Regions from separate parts of the Gossypium arboreum genome. Here region 1 is linked to region 2. A link is a contact called in public Hi-C data. All regions are on one chromosome and are shown on one strand. The core of a region is the stretch at or near the end of the contact, and the rest is flanking DNA. Distances in the headings are between cores, read along the strand shown. Region 1 holds the start of LOC108465454. Region 2 has its middle 58 kb from the start of LOC108470829.

The links. A called contact is a pair of places that touch in the nucleus more often than the background predicts.
Region 1: a Hi-C map of leaf shows a contact between it and region 2, with 2.8 times the contacts expected there. The contact joins the promoter of LOC108465454 here to the enhancer-like site in region 2. A contact is called at or near these places in 2 of 5 Hi-C or Micro-C datasets (both in leaf).

What each region holds. Positions count from the first base shown.
Region 1 is chr8:45,940,029-45,943,739 of ASM2569848v2, forward strand. LOC108465454 reads left to right here and starts at 1,873. Exons shown (of 3, transcript XM_017765775.2): 1 at 1,873-2,243; 2 at 3,673-3,711. The coding sequence starts at 2,067.
Region 2 is chr8:45,797,389-45,801,133 of ASM2569848v2, forward strand. No RefSeq gene overlaps it. Among protein-coding and RNA genes, the nearest start is that of LOC108470829, 58 kb to the left of the region's middle. Within about 2 kb of position 2,268, at least 2 of the 2 cell types and tissues checked have an H3K27ac peak or open chromatin away from gene starts, as enhancers often do. A contact at or near this core is called in leaf, where this site is marked.

The DNA.
Region 1 (3,711 bases), core at 623-3,122, 140 kb after region 2:
AATGCTTGATGATTAAGCTGAAGATATTTGGTAAGATGATAATTTTGGTATAAATGTATAAGTGTGTAAGAGATTAAGGTTGACAAAAGCTTGGAAAATAGCCTAGGTATATTCCACACAGGCAGAGACACGACCATGTGTCTCAGCTGTGTATGGAACACGGCTTTGGGACACGGGCGTGTGGAACTTTAAAGCATGAAATTTCCAAGATTTTCGTAAGTTCTCGGTTTAGTCCCGAAACCTTTCTAAAGTATGTTTTGGGCTCCGTAGACTCAAATAAGGGACTATGTGTAAGTGAATGAACATTTTGAAATATGAATGAAATTTTATGGCCCGTATTTTAGTTTAATGTTTGTATGTTTGTCCGATAACGCCTCGTACCTTATCCCGGCCTCAGGTACGGGTAAGGGGTGTTACAATGATCTTATTTTATCTCATGGTAACCATTACATCTTTCTTCATAAAAAGTCAATTACTATAAAATAGTAATTAAGTCATTCCTCTAAAAAACGAATGACCCTGACCACATTTACTTTTCATCAACCATGTAATGTCAATGAGAGGATATTATTTACCCATGTCTCGAGTTATGAATTCCACTATTGTGAATGGCGCTACATATTGTAGAAGCTGTACACCCAACGCACCAGCTATTGGTTTATTATCTATTCGATCTTAGGTTTTTACTTATATCAAAATGTACGAGTCATGAATATATAATCCGTTATCCACTCAAGATTTAGGTGTGTCACACTATGAGCGTCACAAGTGAATAAATCCATAAACAAATTCAAGATCTATTCTTTTTGGGTCTTGTCTGATGTACTGTCAGTCTAGTCAGTCACACATATGTCTCTATCTTCTGGGAATCATCCGCTCTGATTCCCAAGACAAAACATCTTCATAATTGAACTTGATTGACGACATATTAGTCTTTCAATCGGTTTGCTCGTTTTCGATTAGACTAAGGACGTGTTTAGGTTTGTCTACTAATACATGTTGTCTTTTTGTATTGTCATCTGATTACATAATATCGCTTAGTATTATTTAAGCATTAGCCAACTAGTGAGCAACATTTGCTTCCATTTTGGTTTGCGTGCAATACAAAGTATTAATGTAATTCATGAATAATTTTATTAACAAATCTTTTCAAAAAAATTTACAAGTGTACATTGATGAAAATACTACAGTTAGAGCACCAAATCCAACATAATCACTGTCAACTCGGACCTTGAATTGCAATGAAATCCGACTTCTCAGTTGATGACTTCATACTTACATGGCAGATGGAATTTGTAGGTCACCGAGCTCCACAACATTACCTTTAATTCAAACATACTTAAAACTATAACAATGTCTATCACAAACACAAACAAAAATAAACTCTAATTTCTAACAACAAAGAAAAAAAAAATCTAAGAAAGTACTCATTTTCACTCTCTCTCTCTCAAAAAACGAATTATTCTCATAAATATAAAAAAAAGCCTAAATTCTTAATTTTCTTTAAAAAAAGGAATATACTTATAATTTAAACCAAGAATCAAACAGATATTTAATTAACTTATAAATTATTTTTAAATAAATTCTTTGAAGAAAAGGTATAATAACTTATTCAATTCTCTAACTTAACTTATTCAATTCTCTAGCTTTATAAAAAGTTATTTTAAAATAATTTTATATTTTTATTAAAATTTAATAATTTGTATTGATTTTAATTTTTATAATTTTTTAACATATGTCGTGGTTGTGATATGAGGTGATTCTAGCTAAAAAAATTAGGGATATTTAACTAGAATTTTTTTTAAGAAAAGAATTGTGAAAATTTTTATTTGCATAAAAGAAAAGACGTTTACACGCTTAAGCCTATATTAAAGAAAAATCCACGCATACTCCCCCAATTCTGTAGCGACAGCTTCGCAACAACGGAATTGGTAAAACCCCAATACACTACCAACGAGCATATTTCACCATTAGCAATCCTTGAGTCACCCATCCGTTTGTTTGAGGAAGAAAGAGAAGAAAGAGAAGAAAGAGAAAGCCCAGAAGAGAAATAACCAAATTAAAAGATGTACGTGAGAGCTGTGCCACCCACAGATCTGAACAAGAACACTGAGTGGTTCACCTATCCAGGGGTTTGGACCGCTTATATCTTGATCGTTTTCTTTTCGTGGCTCATGGTTTTATCTGTATTTGGTACCTCTCCGGGAATCGCTTGGACCATTGTTCATCTCACCCATTTCTTTGTAAGCTTTCTCTCTCTCTTATCTCGATTCTTCAAAGTTGGGTTCTTTTTTTGTCGTAAGCATAGAACTTGGGTGTTCTTTTTGTTGCATTCCTTATCTGGTTTTTAATTTGATATTTATGTTTATTTTCTTAGCGAGTGTGTTTTCTTGATAGATTTTTATGATTTATTGAGACTCCCTGCGTTTGTTAAAATTTTGGGATTATTTCCTTTAGAAATTTAGCAGGTATCTCGGCTGCTCGTTGTAGAGTAATATTAGAAAGTTCGACTTTTGAATTTGCATGTTTACCTATGTCTATGAGTACAGCTTAGTATTAAATTGTTCTGTTTTTTTTTTCTTTTTTTCTTTTGGCTGAATAATTTGTTCTGTTCATTGTGTTCTTGAATTAATTGTGCATGTTCCATGAGTTTCTTGGCCTTTGTGCTGTATATATCTTCAAGCCTGTTGCTGGTTTTAATTAGATAATTTTTTTTTTTTGGGGGGTTCAGCACCAACTGAACTAGTACTTGGAATGAGATGGCATGAGGTTTTCTTGGTATTAAATAGGTTAGGCTTGCTCAACACGCTACTTATGGTTAGATGGAGCTCTTGAGGCTCTTTTGTTTAAAAAACGAAAAAAAAAAGAAGCTTGGAACAAAGGTAACTAGTACACTGAATTATCTATGGGAATTCAGTGCAAGTTCAAGTTGGCTTGAATGGTATATTCATTCTAAGTTGCAATCGTACAATAGATGGTTTTCTTAATCCTTTTCTTTTTCGCCGTATAGACTTGCATGGCTAATATGAGGAAGTATAGAATAATACCATATTCCATCAATCAGGATGCTTAGTTATCTTGTATTTCTAAACCCATTGTTTGTCATCCTCTTGAGATGGTTGTAAAGAGTTAATTGACTTCATAATTACATCTGTTTTCCTTTGTCATGAGTTGTGCAATACTTTTCTAATTATCTTGATAGTTTTCTTGATGACTTGTTGTCTGAATGAAAGGAAATTTGAATTTTTAATTCGTAAGGGTATGCTCAGTAGCACCCACCTGTGATTATCAACATCTTTGCACCTCTTCTGAATAGCATTCTTTCCTGTCTCTTGAGGAGTGGAGGAAAGCATATAATGCAAATTTACCAAAAAACTCTTCCCTTTTCTCATCATGCTTGAGATTCATCTGAATAACTGACATTCCTTTTTCCCCCTTCTCTACGTGGCTAGAATTAAGTTCTTTGAAGTGCTGTTTATAAATTTGAATCAATTTGTTTGTTCCTTTTCAGGAAATAATAAATTGTAAATCTAGTTGGAGATTTGCTTGTCCTTATACCGAAATTATAGTCTTCACTATTTACCACAACAATCATAAATGATATAGTATTATCAGCTTTGCAGTCTATGTTTCTTAACGAGTTTGTTGCGCATTATTCACGTCTTACCTTAGGTTACATATCACTTCTTTCACTGGAAAAAGGGAACACCA
Region 2 (3,745 bases), core at 1,018-3,517:
ATTTTATAAAATTAATCATTTTAATTGTTTATTTAATTTTTCACCTTTTTTAACTTTTGAATTGTATTTTTTGTCAAATCACTCCAAAATAGATGAAAATATTAACTTTGTTGATGTGACATATTCGTGGATTAATTATCATGTGATACCACGCTAGCAATTAATTAAATTTTAGAATTAAAAATATTTAAAAATATTTTCATAATATTTAAAATAATTTTAATGATTTTTAAAAATAAATTTTAAATTTTAAAAAACTAATTAAATGTTTATGTGTCATCCATGTGGTAATCCACGTGCATGCAATTACAACAAAATTTAAAAAAAGTTAACTTTTTATTCATCTTGGGGTGATTTGATAAAAAACTCAAGTTTAAGAGCTAAAAAAGACAAAAATTAAATAAAAGACTAAAATAACTTTTTTTTGTAAAGTTGAAAGTCTAAATAAATTATTAGAACTGATAATGAAATAATTAAATGTATAAGCAAAATTTTTGTTTGAAGTTACAATTACAGAAAACAGTTAAACAATTTATAAAGAAAATTTTTCAAAAAAATTTATAAAGAAAATTGATAACATGATACATACCTTAAATAACAATAATAAGAGATAAGCCACAAATTGATTTATAAATTATACCATTTTATTATTTTGGTATTTAATTGTTTTTGTTATAAGTGATATTTAAACTATTTTTTCAAAGTTGGTATCTTGACAGTTAAACTATTAACTTTATTTTTAAAAAGACTTAATCCATAAATTAGTATCTAAACTATATAATTTTTCTCAAATTGGTACCTAAATTTTTGGCCAACAAGTGATACCTAAACTATTATTCCATTACTCATTTTACTCGAAATGTTATATCGATTTAAAAGTAATAGCCAATAATAGATTGTCATGTCGTATAAACTTTTAAAAAATAATTTTTAATTCTTTTATTCTCTTTTACATTATTCTCCTTTTTTTTTCCCTACTTTTTCCCCTTTCTTCTTCCTTTATAATGTTTGGTAGGGCCAACAATGCTCGATATTCACCCTCTTGAGTTCCAAACATTGGCAATTAATTTTGTTTTTATACTTCACCGCCTGCTTGCTCGACTTGATGAGATTGAAAAAGTTTTTTCATCGATCAAAATCAGTGTTTTCAAAATCGAATTGAACCAACTGGTTTGATTGACAATCAACCAGATATCAGTCCGGAGTAGAGCTAATCATGGGCTGGGCAGGGCCCAAACAAAAATTTAGGCCCTTTTTCTACGCTTGGGCCTTGCCCGGCCCGAAATATGGGCATAAAAAATGGTCCAAGCTCGGCCCAAAATAAAATTGCTAAGCCCGAGTCGACTGCCCAAATTTATATTAAAATTTTTTAGCTTATTTTATTAAATATATTTTTTAAAAGATAATAAATCAAATACATTTTAAAAAATGAAAACAAATATTAAAAAAATAAAAAAATGATATTAAAATAATTCTTAAAACAATACACAAATTGAAAATATAATAAAAAGTGGTTATATTAAAAATTTAAAATGATTAAAAATAAAATAAAATAAAAATTATTATATAATTTGGGCTGTCTGCAGGCAGTGCCGGGTCAAAAAAATCTTGCTTGAGACCCGGCCTGTTTTCTAAAGGGGCCTTATTTTTTTGTCCAAGCCCATTTTTTGGGCCTATATTTTTACTCAAACCCTTCCATTTTTCAGGTGGGTCGGAGATAGAGGCTGAATGAATTTACCCATAAAACAATACAAGTCGGTTGAACCAAGTTAAAAAAACCTAATTAAACTAGTTGAACTAATTTTTACTATTTTAAAATATTTTTATTTTTATGAATTTTAATAATCAAAATAAAAATTACAACTTGATCTATTCTAAAACCTTAATCAAAATCATCAAACCCAAAACATTTAAACTAAAAAGCTGAATCTCAGAAAAGAAGAAAAGGAAAAATATAAAGTAAAAAGAATATATATATATATATATATATAAAAGAAAAAATTAATACTTTTTATTTTTGTTTTGCAGGATAAAATTTTTAATTGGTTATGTTTATACTAATTGAACTAACAATCACAAAGGTAGAAAGATAGGAAAATTGTATAATTTAAACTCCAATTTATGGTTTAATAATAATGAGAAGAGAATGATTTTAACTCAATTACCTAATTAAGAAAAATCCAAAGTGGGAGAAGAGAAAACAATAATATATAGTAGCTAAGGGGAGGTATCGAAATTTGAGGTAGAGTTGTAGTGCCGGTGGTAGAGGGGGCAAGTAGCCGGACGCCTCAGATGCTTTTCACCTGTCTGTCACTGCACTGCACAGCACAGCACTGCACTGCACTAGACTCGGACTCTGACTCTGCTTACTTCTGGAGAAAGGGGTTTTGGTGACCACCATCAACACACCCCAAGGTGGTCCCCATTTTCTTGTCATTTTGCCACATCACCCCCACCATGTTTTTGGGTGGAGTCTCATTCTCACTTCTCTTATGATGATGATATCATAATACGTCCACACACACAGCATGAAACTGGGCATGGAAAATATTTATGTCACTTGTAATATTGTGCACCTTTTTAGTATAATCGTAATTTTCTGACCCCTTTTTTTCTCCTTACCTTTGGTTGGGTTTTGCCCAATTCAGTAAGGGCTTTTTTGCCTCCCAACTTTAAGCCCATGGAATGAAGGAGATGGGCTTTTGGTTGATATTTTTCAATGTCCAACATGCTTTTGATTATGACTTTTGATGATGCAAAAAGTAGTCGGATAGAATTGGGACCCTCAAAGATCATAGTCATAAGAAGCCTAGACCAATGCCATCCTCATGCAAATGATGTCCACACAATCAAATCTAGCTGTGCCCAAAACACCCATACCAAATGATAAAAGTTCACTAAAATATTGTTTTGAAATAATTGACCGTAGGGATGATACGCATTGTACCCTGTCTCACACAATATAATTATCGAGCCACGAAACTAAAAATTTATTTTAGGTGGAGCCAAAATTCATTCATCATTTCAAAATTTTTAAATTTAAAATTCAACTTATAATTTTAAAAATTTATTTGAAAGGTTTAATATTAGATAGATATATCCGAACAATTACAATATAAAATAAAAATTAATATAAAGCACAAAAAATAGGAATAAAAAATCCCATGTGTTATAGTTAGAAACCCCATGTGTTAACCCACCTATGAATTTAGTTCTATTTTAATCATCTCACTATTAATTTTTAATTTAATTATTTTACTTTTTAAATTAAATATTTTAATCATTTTTTCGTTCATTGTGATTAGACTAATTATATAAAGCTGACGTGGGCCCTTTTTTATTAGCCTAATATGAATTTAGTCTTTTAATATTTATACATTCTATCAATTTGATCTTAAATCTAAAATATTTAATAAATTTAACCTTTAACATTTACAAAACCTATTAATTTAATTTTAATTCTAAAATTTTCAAAAAAATTAAAAATCATTTTTAGATAAATAAATTATAAATAAAAACCAAAGCACATGTATTAAAAACAAAACCTAAACTCTCCTAAAAGAGCCATTGCTCAATCCTCTATAGTCGAAACCAAAATTTTCAAATTTCTAGATTCGAATTATAATCACTTGGTAATTGAAATTATAATTACTCTTGATCTAGAATCCAAATTTGTTTTAAAAAATTGATTACAAGAAAAATTACTTAAATAAAATATCACTAAATTTATATAAAATTACCCAAA